Regions from separate parts of the Mus musculus genome. Here regions 1, 2 and 4 are each linked to region 3. A link is a contact called in public HiChIP or PLAC-seq and promoter capture Hi-C data. All regions are on one chromosome and are shown on one strand. Each heading gives the region's core, a stretch centred on a gene start, on an enhancer-like site or on the middle of the called end of the contact. The rest is flanking DNA. Distances are from core to core; before and after follow the strand shown.

Region 1 (2,744 bases), core at 67-2,566, 1.3 Mb after region 3:
GAAAGATACCTAGAGGCCTATAATTTGTCAGCTCCTGCCCTAAACCCCTCTCCTCAACCCTCTCTGCCTGAAGATAAATGGAGCCTGAAAAAAAAAAAAAAAAAAAACAGTTTACCTGGCCACCTTCTTCTGGTTTTGCTAACTTACCAAATAAGTCATTCTCTTTGTCCCCACTCTTTCTAAAATATTCAGGTCCCTTTCCAAGTGGAAAGCACATGAACTTGGATTCTGTACTGGGAACAGTGAGAACCTTTCAGGAACGAATACTCCCAAGAGTGGGGGGTTAGAAACATTACAATAGGGCTGACAAGGTAAAAGGTCAACAAGAACTACAATCCGATTTCAACTCCTAGGTCCTAAGTGGTGCAAGGAGAAAACTGAGTCACACAGGTAATCAGCTGATCTTCTCACGTGCGCCTGGGGCTTAAGGGAGCACACACAGACACCTCTTAGAGGCTTCATCCATAGCACGTGGAGTTTCTGCAAACGGGGGAGACAACCCAGCATGCCCTTGAAATAACTACAAACTGGGGAGGGTTCTTGCAACCAGCTCTGGCCGAAAATTACACTTCAAAACCTAAGTTCCCAGCGTTGTTAGGTCTGCCTCCAGCGCTTCCATGAACTGGCACCGCTAGACGCTCCTAGAGGCCTAGGTGAAAAGGAAGACTAAGGCTGGGCTCCCACCAGACTCCACTAGCCCCAAATACGGAGCTGCAGACCAGCAAACGGGCTGGGTCGATCCCAACGCTAAAGTCTTTCAGAGCGAGACTCAAACAAAGAGAAGCACGCAGGCAGGAGACTGCCCAGCTGAGCTCCCGCCCTTCCCGGGCTGGGGGGCGGGAGAACTGGGGGGAGGGGGGGATTCGCTGCTTCTTTGCGCACGCGTAGACTCCGACCTGGGACCCACCCGCGGTCCCGCACGTCTTCTTCCGGGAGGGCGCTGTGCGCAGGCTCCACGCGCATGCTCAGCAGCCGTGCCACCTTACCTGTTACAGGGATCGGCTCGGTGCGTCCCGGCAAGGCTTCCTCTGCGGAGATGACTTTCGAAGCTGAGTCGCCCATCCTCCGTACCGGGTTGGCGCTAGAGAGGAGCTGGAGAGCCCTTCTAGAGGCGGAGAGCATGGGCGGCGTGTCCGTCTCGCGGGGCAGACCTCCAGGCCTGGCTGTCTCTGAGGGACAAAGTTCCCAGAGTACGTGAAGCCGCGCGGGCCAAAATTGATGCTGGCTGGGCGCCACCGCGGGAGGTCAGAGTTGCTGCCGTTTCTCCACCTCCGCAGCCAGGGTTCCGGGTGCGATGTACTCACTCAACCACAAAGTAGAAAAGGGAAATCAATGTGTGTGCATAAAAAGGCAGCGAGCTAGAAGAAAGGCAGACCTATAAGAGGATGGCTAGATGGACAGCTAGGAAATTTGTCTATTTCTATCGGAACCATCTTGATAAGTCACATCGATCCAAAGTGAAACCAAAGCACAATTCTCAACACCACAAAGGATCAAGTACTCAACATGAAATATAAACATATAGTGTGTGTACGTGTATAAATGTATAAATACATTCTTCAGCGCATCTCACAGCCCATAAAGTAAACAATGTAGGCACAAATACATTGTTAAACGCTTTATGTGAATGAAGTTAATGGTGAAGTTGGACCAGACGGACTTCAGAAATTATGAGAGAATATTCCTAAACTGAATCTCTAGCCTTAATCTTTAGGTGGCTAGGACCAGATGAGTGATTTCAGAGGTCCTGTATGAGATTTTTGATTTACACACTGCCAAAATGGGCGGGTAGTCTCACATGAAGGAAGGAACTGAGGATTAGCGCCCACAGGGATTTGAAGCTTTGAAGCTAAGCTTCTCCGTGGGTTTAGTTACCACTTTGTGTTCATGTGGGACTGTAATATAAGGACTAGGATTAGTGTACTGCATAGAATGTTGCCAGACACACAACGTTAAACAGATTAAGGTGTTTGTCTTATAATGTAAAAGTCTCCTGGGCCAACTTGTTCTCAACAGTTTACTTGTGGCTTGCTTTTGCTGTGACATTATGCCAAGCAGGTTCTTTCTACGAGGCCTTGCCTGAAACCATCCCAAGATCCAAGATGTCCCGTCCAGGCTTGAAGAGGGCCTGGTCACTAAAAAAAAATGTGTTAAAAAAAATTGTACTTGTAATTTACTGCCCTTTGACACACAGTGACTTGCTTTTTCTGTTTTGTGGTTGACAGAACAAGGGTCATGCAAGAAAAACTTCGTAACTAAATACTGTGTAACGGAAGAATTTGTAATGTTAAGGGAAACTGCTTGTGTAATGTTAGGTATCCCAGAACCACAGTCCATAATATTTAGTATGTAAGATATATATATATATATATATATACACACACACACACACACACATTTCTACTTACCTACCAAGGGGAAATGAGTTTAAAAAAATAAAGTAAAAGCATTGTTTAGAGTTTTATTATTCAGAGTAGTGGGTCTCTTACTAAAGTTTCTTTCCTGCCTTGTGGTCCTAGAAATCCAACTCAAAACACCAAGCTTGGTGGCAGGCACTTTTACCTGCTGAGCCATCTCTCTGGCCCCACTTTAAACATTTTGAGGGTTCTGTGTACACTGTTTAAATGTTTTCAATGATCCTAATGGTTGTACTATACTCATGCAAGCATTTTGAAAGAAAGAAGCATCTCAATTTCTTTAAAGTTTCCTTCATACAAGTTTAACCTTATTTAACAAACTAGCTG
Region 2 (2,763 bases), core at 114-2,613, 1.8 Mb after region 3:
CATCTATATAGTCCTGCCGGGAGTTTGGGGTGGAGACTGGCCCAGAGTAGGGCACCGAGTGTGAGCTGGGCGCCCAGACACTAACGAGTTACTGAGCCCCCCCAAACCCTGCACAAGATCCTTGGACCAAAAGTCCAGCCCGGGACTCCTGCGTGCTTCCCAAGCCCAGGCCGCTTATCTCTGACTCCAGCCATCTAACTTACCATCTACAGACATTCCTTCAAGACGATCGCAGCACCCAAGTACACGTCACAGTTTAAAACACAGCGAGACACTCCCCAAACAAACCAGCACACCTCGAAACCACCTTACAGTTTCTCAAACTCCCAAGCAGGAAGACCCCCCAACTCCAGGATTCAAACCTTCCGCCGGTCCTGAAGACCAGAGAGAAGTTGGGAAGCCATCGACGCCTCTCCACGCCCGCCCCTCACAAACTGCCCCACCCCACAGCCCGCGCACGGCCGCCCCCTCGGAAGTACCCCTACTTGCTCCCCTATGCTCAACCTGGCTACTCCAGAGACCCATCTGTGGCGCCTACTCACTTTCTCTCCCCCCCAAACATCTCGACATTTTTTTTTCCTTAAAGTAATGAGAGAAGTGAGGAAAAGAGACTTGAGGCAGTCCAGCTTGCAAACGACCCCACTCACCTTGGAAATCCAGCTGAGAGTTCTCTGCACCCTGCTCAGCCCCCTCCCCAGCGTCCCAGTGCAAGGCTGAGGGAGGGAGGAGGAAGGCGGGAGGGGGAGGGGATCTTCACCGCGGGGCGCCCTGCGGGAGGGGCTGAGGAGGGCTCCAGGCCCGCGCAGGAAGAGCCTAGGGGGGAGGGGAGGCCCCTATCTCCCAGTCTCCCCCTGAAAACCTCCCTTGTCTCAATCACATCAGACTGACTGTCTTTGTCTGGCTGACAACCGCCATATTGATAGCAACAGCCCCGCTCCCACCTGCTGCCGCTGGGCATCCCTGGGAGTTGTAGTTTCCGGTTCCCTAGAGGAAAAGTGCAGAGTTGAGGGTCTGAGGCCCTAGGGAACTACAGCTTCCAGCAGGCACTGCGCCCATACGCCTTCCCACAGGGAGGAGGGGAGCTGGGAGCTGAAATCGTGCGGACTACACATCCCAGAATACCATGGATGCTAGACCCAGATGAGGGACATGATATCATGCTGGGATGGAAAGGAAGGATGAATTGGCGGCGGCGATGAATTTGAGCGGACGGAAGGAGGTGATTAGAGAGAAAAGGGAGGAAAAGGAAAGACGCCCACAGTGCCCATGATACCTGCAGTAAAACTACATTTCCCGTGAGGCTCTGGAAAATGCTTAAGGAGTGAAGACTCCAAGTCCCGCGATGCTCTGGGCTATAGAGATTAAACCGGAAGATCCTTCCCTGTCTTTAGAAGTGAAGAGACTGGTACTGAACAACCAAAAGTCCGATATGAAACTGGTGAGTTTCCACTACTAAGTCAGAGGGCAAAGGTAATGAATGCTATATATCTTTGGAGTCTGTCGCCTCCACCATGATTTATCACGGAGGGAGGTCAGCACTTAAAAATTATAAAGTGAGCTGGGTTTTGCGATTGGGATTTGAATTCCCGCTTGCTCACATCCCACAGCTCCTGCATCTGTCAGGAGGTCTTCATTACTGTTTGGCAGATCCCTTTGGCCGCACGTGAGGTTGTATGTTACATTTCTTCACCCTTGGGCTAAAGATAGGCTCCAAAACTTTGGTTTGGTCATGTTTCTCAGCCTGCACCTGAGAGCTATAATAGATCATCAACCACTTTCCACTTAATGAGCACTTGAGTGGACTCCTACTGATATTGCGAGGCTGGATTCCGATCTGAACAGAAAGTAGGAGCGATCAGACAGAAGGTCTAAATGTCCTGTTACTCCTAACTGCAGTTCGAATTACAAGAAAGAGATGCTAAAGGGTGGTGCCCTTGAAGGATTCCCGTCTAAAGCCTGCTTGAAATAAACAGCTCTAGATAAAACATGCCTCCTGAAGAAGTAACTGTGTGGCAAAACACTAAGCTGACAGGTGGCCTTTTCAGATATTTGCTTTGCCCCATTTTTCTGAGCACACCGTTCTAACAAGTTGTTTTATTCAAGCTTAATGGAATAAGTAATAGAGTAATAAGGAAATTGAACGCAGGTGTGAAATGCTTGTCGTCGCCCTCCTATTCCCTACATTCTCACTGCCAACTTACTGTAGAATCTTCCTAATTGCTACGTGGAGAGAAATATCCTCAATAGAGTGAAGTGTGTTTGGTATGTTCTGTTTAAGAGAGAAGCGATGCAGAAACGTTTATTCCAGAACAACTTTTTTTTTTTTTTCTCTTCTTCTGTTTTTTTGAGATAGAGCTTCTCTGTGTAGCCCTAGCTGTCCTGGAATTCTCTTTGTAGCCCAGGCTGGCCTCTCAGAACAACTTCTTTGGGAGGGTATCAGAACTTAGGTACTTTTTGCTTTACTCATAAAATCTTCTTGCTTAACGTATACACAGAGGTTAAAGCAGGGAAGGAGCAAATGGAAAATTAGCCATTCCCTTTCAGAATCAAAAGCTGGCGAAAAGAAACCAGATGTGGCACACCTTTAATTCCAGCACTCAGGAGGCAGAGGCAGGCAGACCTCTGAGTTCTAGGATAGCCAGGGAAGTTATACTGAGAAATCCTGTCTCAAAAAAAGAAAGAAAGAAAGATAAAGAAAAGAGAGAGAAAAAGAAATCAAGAAAAGGAAGTATTAAAAAGAAAGAAAAGAAAAAGAAGTATTCT
Region 3 (2,700 bases), core at 28-2,527:
GTCTAAGTTAAAGGGTGCTAGAGAAGGCAGGTAAGGAGACCTTGCAGGTCAGAATGAACTACCTGTCACTGGAGCTGTCAGGAGCTCAAGTTGGATTATAAAGCAGATTCTTGCTCTTGCTCTGATTACTTATCCGTGCAAGAATCTGGCAACTGTACCTTCTTCTCCCCTGAAACCTACTCTTGGCGTTCATTTCCTTGTGGACCCTGTCTATGCCCTTAATTACACTGCTATCCATGTTTTACCCCACAGAGTGCCCATCACTGACAGGTGTCCAGGGTCTGCTGAATGGCTGAGAGCACTTGTTAGAGCTAAATCTTAAAAAAGGGAGGATTCTGAATGAGAAAAGCAAGGGCACCAATTAAGAATACCTTTAAATAAAATACAGTGCCTGATGTTTCCAGTGAAGGGGAAACGTTTAAGTTTTTGATGTTAACTGGATGTGTCATCATGCAACAGTTACATACTTTTGTCAGAGTAAGTATTATCATAAAAGCACGCGTTTAAGAAAGGGAACAGACCAATGAAATACGAAAAAAACCAAAAAAACAAACATGTTCTGGCCTCTGGCAGCCAATAACTAGTAGGAACTTGGACACAACAAAAACCGTAGGAAGCACCCAGGAATAAAATAGTGGCTGCAGAAAGGTGAGTAAGCTTATGCGGGAGGTGATGTCTGAAAACTGGAAGGAGTGGGTGGGGCGAAGTAAGTTTCATTCCAGTGAAAATAGGCACGATAACTCCTCCAGGGTTCCTTATGTTCTCAAAATTGTTCTCAACCGTGTTCTCTTTAATCTCAATTCTGGAACGCACCCATTTAGGTAAAAATAACTCCAAGCTTAGAAGAACAAAATACGCAGCCAAACTACCAAGAAAAGCAATGGCTTGAACAGACAGAAACCTTGAAAGGCGGGGGGGGGGGGGGGGGGACATGGCCCTAGTGGGGGTGCGCGACCCAGGCAGGGATCCCGCCTTCCGTGAAGACCAGGGTGTCAGAGACCATCCATCCTCTAGAGACCTCTTGTGCGGGAAGCCGCCACAGGCCTGCGAGGGAGCAGGGATGCTCGACTTACCTGGTCCATCTTGGGTATAAAATTCCGCCGGCCTCCCATGCGGAATCGCAGCAGGTTATAGAACTCCTCCGGGTGGCCTAGACACTTGACGAACTCCATCCTTGCGACTGCTGGGCGCGGGGCTCACCTGTCGGGATCTCCCGCTCCCACCTGTGTTTAGACGCCGGGGAGTGGGCAGGGCGAGGAGGCGGGGCCAGCGCCGGACGTCCCGCCCACCTCCCGCCCTCCTCAACCGGCCGCGCCGCTCGCGCCTCCAGGCTAGGACGCGCGGAGTGGACTGACGGACGTTGATTGGCCAGAGCTGCTCGCACCAGGAAAACGTTAACCAATCGGAAGCCGGAGGAGCCTGGCGCGATGACCACACCCTAGAATTTGATTGGAGAGCTGGAAAGCAGCCAGCGAACACGATTGGTACCCAGCAGAGAGCCTTTGTTCCTGCGTGTCGTAGGCTGGCAGCGAGCGAGGCGCATGCGTGGACGTTCTGGAGTTCCGCGAAAGGCTTGAGAGCTTTGCACGATCCTAGGGACCTCGGCCTCCAGTCTGAGTTCACCTCTTGATATACCTAAGGGGTTGGCTGGCAAAGCCGAGTCAGAGTGAAAGGGTAGCAGGGACTGGAAACGCGCCTCGCGGCTTGAGAACAGATAAAACAGTCTTGCTTTCCTCCGAGGAGTTTACAGGGGCTCGAGTTTACCGGGGCTTTGCTGAGCCCCGGGAAACTCCAAGCGGGACAGCGCACAGTATTTCTCAGACTTCTCCACCCGTCTTTTGTGAGACGACATGGCGATGATTCTTGGATCCCATTTTCAAAGCTGCAAAAACAAAGGGAACTGAGCTCTTAATACCTCTCGATGTTCTAGTTGACGTGAACCAGGACTTATGTAGTGCTTGCAAAATCTGCCCGAGATTGGGCCTCCCAGGGATGTGATGGGAACAAATACCTCCTGCTCTCCCCAGTTAAGGATTGCAAGGAGCGAGGAAGGGCTCCCTCCCAGTTCTATTGGTAGTTGATGGTTGCTGGTGGAATGACTTAAAAAGTTACTAGCATAAATGATACATAAGTTTTATTATGAAGTCTTCATACACTTATATAATGTATTTTTATTACATTCCCCTTTACAGTCATAATTCTTACTGTTCCAATTAGCCTTCATTTCTACTTACACCTTTTTATTATATTTTGATGTGAGCATAAGTGTTATCACACACATACCATGTGTGGAAGTCATTTCTCTTCTTCCATTTGACTCCTGGAGATAGAACTCAGGTCATCAAGTTCGGTGGTGCCTTTGTATCACCTAAAGATAGACAAAGATTTTAAGTGGTATGTCTGCTAGTAAGTTGCCCATACTTCTGTTAGTAACCCTAATTAAACCTACTGACAGATCAAGAAGAAAAATGACTAGTTTTAAAGACAAGTTCAAGAAGAGTGGGGGCGGGAAGACGAGAGAATAATAGGGGTTGAATATGATCAGAATATATTATATACGTTATAAAATGTCATAATACAGCCCATTGTTATATATGGTGAATATGCTAGTAAAAACATATTAAAATTATTAAAATGTGCCAGTTTGGTCCTCAATGCTTGAGTCCTTCTATAGAAAACTTCTGTGTTGGAGCTTTAGTC
Region 4 (2,783 bases), core at 169-2,668, 1.5 Mb after region 3:
GAGTTTAAGAGTCCTGCAGAATCGAGGTGAGGCGAGGTGCAAACCTTTAGCTCCAGCACTTAGAAGGCAGAAGCAGATGGATCTCTGAAGTGGAGACCAGTCTGTCTACTGAGTGAGTTTACAGACCAGCTAGGGCTAGATACAGAGGCAGGCGAGAGAGGCCTCAGGTCTGTTATTCCAGCTACTTGAGAGGGTGAGACAGGAAGATTGCAAGTAAAAAGCTAATTTGAGCAACTCATGTGGACCTCTATCAAAACCCAAAGCACAGGGGCTGGAGAGCTGGCTCACTGGGCTCTATTCTCTGCCCCTATGTGGTGGCTCGCAACTCTCTGTAATTCTAGGTCCAGGGGATCGGATGCCCTCTTCTGAATTCAGCACAGGCATACAGATATACATTCAGGCAAACATCCATAAACATAAAAAAAGAAGAGAAAAAGAAGTAAAAAAACAAAACAAAACAAACCCCAAAAACCCCACCCATCCAATGAAAAACTATAACAAAACTCCAAACAGGGCCATTGAGATGGTTCAGTGGGTAAATGTTCTGGCTTGCTAGCCAGATAACTGAATTCCATCCCTAGGACCCACAGGGTAGATAGAAGGAGAGAACTGACTCTTGAAAGTTGTCTTTTGACACATGCTCCCACATGTGTACACACACACACACATCCAATAAATAAATAAATAAATAACAAGTACATTACACAGAAGGGGAAAGGCCCAGCACCAACAAGGCAGTGTATGTATTTTCCCAGCTCACTAGCCCATTCCTATTCTTAGAAGTGCCTTTTCTTTCTTTCTTTTTCTTTTTTCTTTTTTTGAGACAGGGTTTCTCTTTATATTCCTGGCTATACTGGATCTCATGCTATAGACCAGACTGGCCTCAAACTCAACAGCGATCAGCCTATTTTTGCTTCCCAAGTGCTGGGGTTAAAGGCCTGTGACACCATGGCCAGTTGGCTTTCTCTTTCTTAATAAACTATCTCTACTTTTATTATCTCAAAAAATAATAAAAGGAAGGCTGGGAATATAACTCAAGGATAGAGCGCTTGCCTACCATTCATAAAGTGCTAATTTTAATGTCCAGAAAACTCTCCACACGCACACAAAAGAGAAGTTAGGTGTTGCGGGATGGACAGGGAAAATCCTGCAACAGATAGGAAGGAAGGAAGAGAGAGGAAGAAGTAAAGAAAGAGAAGGAAAAGAAAGGAGAGGGAGGTACAGGAACAGCGGCACAATTGTAAAACGGCGACAGATGACTACAAGTTCCAGAGAGCGGCGCGCGAATTTTCCCGCCAGCGCCTCGGCCTGACTTGTGGGAACTACACATCCCAGCATGCCCCGGGACGCACCGGTCCTCGCCCCTCGTCGGTCCCGCCCCCTTTTCCCCCACAGCCCCCGCCCGCCGGGTTGGCCTCGGAGAGTTTGTCCGGTGGCCGAGGTAGACGGAGGTGCAGTGAGAACCCCGGCGGTAGCACGATGGGAGACTCCAAAGTGAAAGTGGCGGTACGGGTCCGGCCAATGAACCGACGAGGTGAGCGCTTGTCCCGGGCCGGGGGCGACAGGTGCCTGTGGTGGTAGAGCTTCGGCGTCCCGGGGGTCTCGGCGGGCTCCCTTCAGCGCGCGTGCGCCCTCGACGGCGCGGTCGGGCCCTCAGCCCTCCGCCCCGCCAGCTGTCACCGAGCTCTCCAGGCCTGGGGCAGCTCCGGCCTCGCAGTCCTCCTGTGTACGCAGCTCTTAGGGCGGACAGCCCTACTTTTCGATTTTCCACGTTCTCCCTTGAACCTGCACCTTGTGGCTGTTTGCAGAAAAGGAAGGACATGCATGCCTTCTTAGTTCTTTTCTGGTTTATGACTGTCGAGAGGTTTCCTTTTTTTCCTTTTGCTTGAAGTGATAGTCATCATCTCAACAATAAATAGTCTCAGTGCCAAGATTCTTGGGAAATTGTATCTTTCAGACATGCTCTGAAGTCTGTAGGGAGGGTAGAGAAAGTAGATAAACCCAGGACACGTAAATCATCTATCCAAGTTGGAAAGACTGAAGCCCAACTTGAATCCGGGGAGTAGCTGCTTTTTGCCTCTGTAGCTTCACCAGAGGGTGACTGGGCAGGGTACTTAAAATGAGGTGATGTGTTTGAAAACACTTTCTAGACAAGTCTTGTTATTGAGGTTGCTGCCGCGCTCCCGGGAGATGGAATTGCTGCTAATTGATTTAGACTACTGACTAGCTAGAGCCATTATTAAGTGCAGGAGTCATTTTCCAAGGTTTCTAGTTTGTTTTACTGTGTTTAAAGTCTAGTGTGTAGGAAATAGTTTTTCTGTCTCCTTGCCCTTTTGTGTATGTATTGAGGTAAGTAGGTGTAAAAGTTAACAAAGATTTCTCTGGTTGGTTGTTCCTTGGGAACTTGGTGTCTCTGTTTTCTTGTCGTTGGTTTGCCTACTTGAACCTGCTGAAGTCTATGAGGCAAGCTTTTCCCCTGAAGACGGAACTTTTTAAGCTCTCAGCTCATTGCCTCCTAACATCCAGGTTCTCACAAAACAGAGTGAGTAGCTTAGAAGTCTGAAAGTTTTCAGTTCTCCCATTTTTTGAGTATCCAGACATCTTTATTTTAGATCACTTCACCTCATTGTGATCATTACTGCGATTAAAAAAAAACTAAAGAAAAAAAGAAAACAGCCAAATGAAATCCGACATATCTGGGAATGATTCGGAAAGGAAGGGTTCAGCACATTCTTAAAATTTCCTTTTTGCAAAACCCTTGGAAATGTCAGTGCTGAAGGAGG

The links. Promoter capture Hi-C pulls out the DNA fragments that hold promoters and counts their contacts. HiChIP or PLAC-seq counts read pairs in DNA pulled down with a chosen protein or histone mark.
Region 1: an H3K27ac HiChIP or PLAC-seq map of extraembryonic endoderm stem cells shows a contact between it and region 3, with 3 times the contacts expected there. The contact joins the promoter of Msra here to the promoter of Fdft1 in region 3. A contact is called at or near these places in 4 of 39 promoter capture datasets (HPC-7-derived erythroid cells, cranial neural crest, liver and 1 more) and 1 of 115 datasets of contacts at active chromatin or transcription factors (extraembryonic endoderm stem cells).
Region 2: a contact with region 3 is called in a promoter capture Hi-C map of pre-B cells, with 2.8 times the contacts expected there. The contact joins the promoter of Ints9 here to the promoter of Fdft1 in region 3. A contact is called at or near these places in 1 of 39 promoter capture datasets (pre-B cells) and 1 of 115 datasets of contacts at active chromatin or transcription factors (pancreatic cancer cells).
Region 4: a promoter capture Hi-C map of liver shows a contact between it and region 3, with 2.1 times the contacts expected there. The contact joins the promoter of Kif13b here to the promoter of Fdft1 in region 3. A contact is called at or near these places in 2 of 39 promoter capture datasets (liver and pre-B cells) and 1 of 115 datasets of contacts at active chromatin or transcription factors (embryonic stem cells).

Annotation. Positions count from the first base shown.
Region 1 is chr14:64,439,724-64,442,467 of GRCm38.p6, forward strand. Msra (methionine sulfoxide reductase A) reads right to left here and starts at 1,317. Exons shown (of 6, transcript NM_001253712.1): 1 at 987-1,317. The coding sequence starts at 1,122.
Region 2 is chr14:64,948,930-64,951,692 of GRCm38.p6, forward strand. Ints9 (integrator complex subunit 9) reads left to right here and starts at 1,364. Exons shown (of 17, transcript NM_153414.5): 1 at 1,364-1,438. The coding sequence starts at 1,430. Hmbox1 (homeobox containing 1) reads right to left here and starts at 928. Exons shown (of 10, transcript NM_177338.6): 1 at 648-928.
Region 3 is chr14:63,176,610-63,179,309 of GRCm38.p6, forward strand. Fdft1 (farnesyl diphosphate farnesyl transferase 1) reads right to left here and starts at 1,278. Exons shown (of 8, transcript NM_001360211.1): 1 at 1,074-1,278. The coding sequence starts at 1,172.
Region 4 is chr14:64,651,123-64,653,905 of GRCm38.p6, forward strand. Kif13b (kinesin family member 13B) reads left to right here and starts at 1,419. Exons shown (of 40, transcript NM_001081177.2): 1 at 1,419-1,534. The coding sequence starts at 1,480.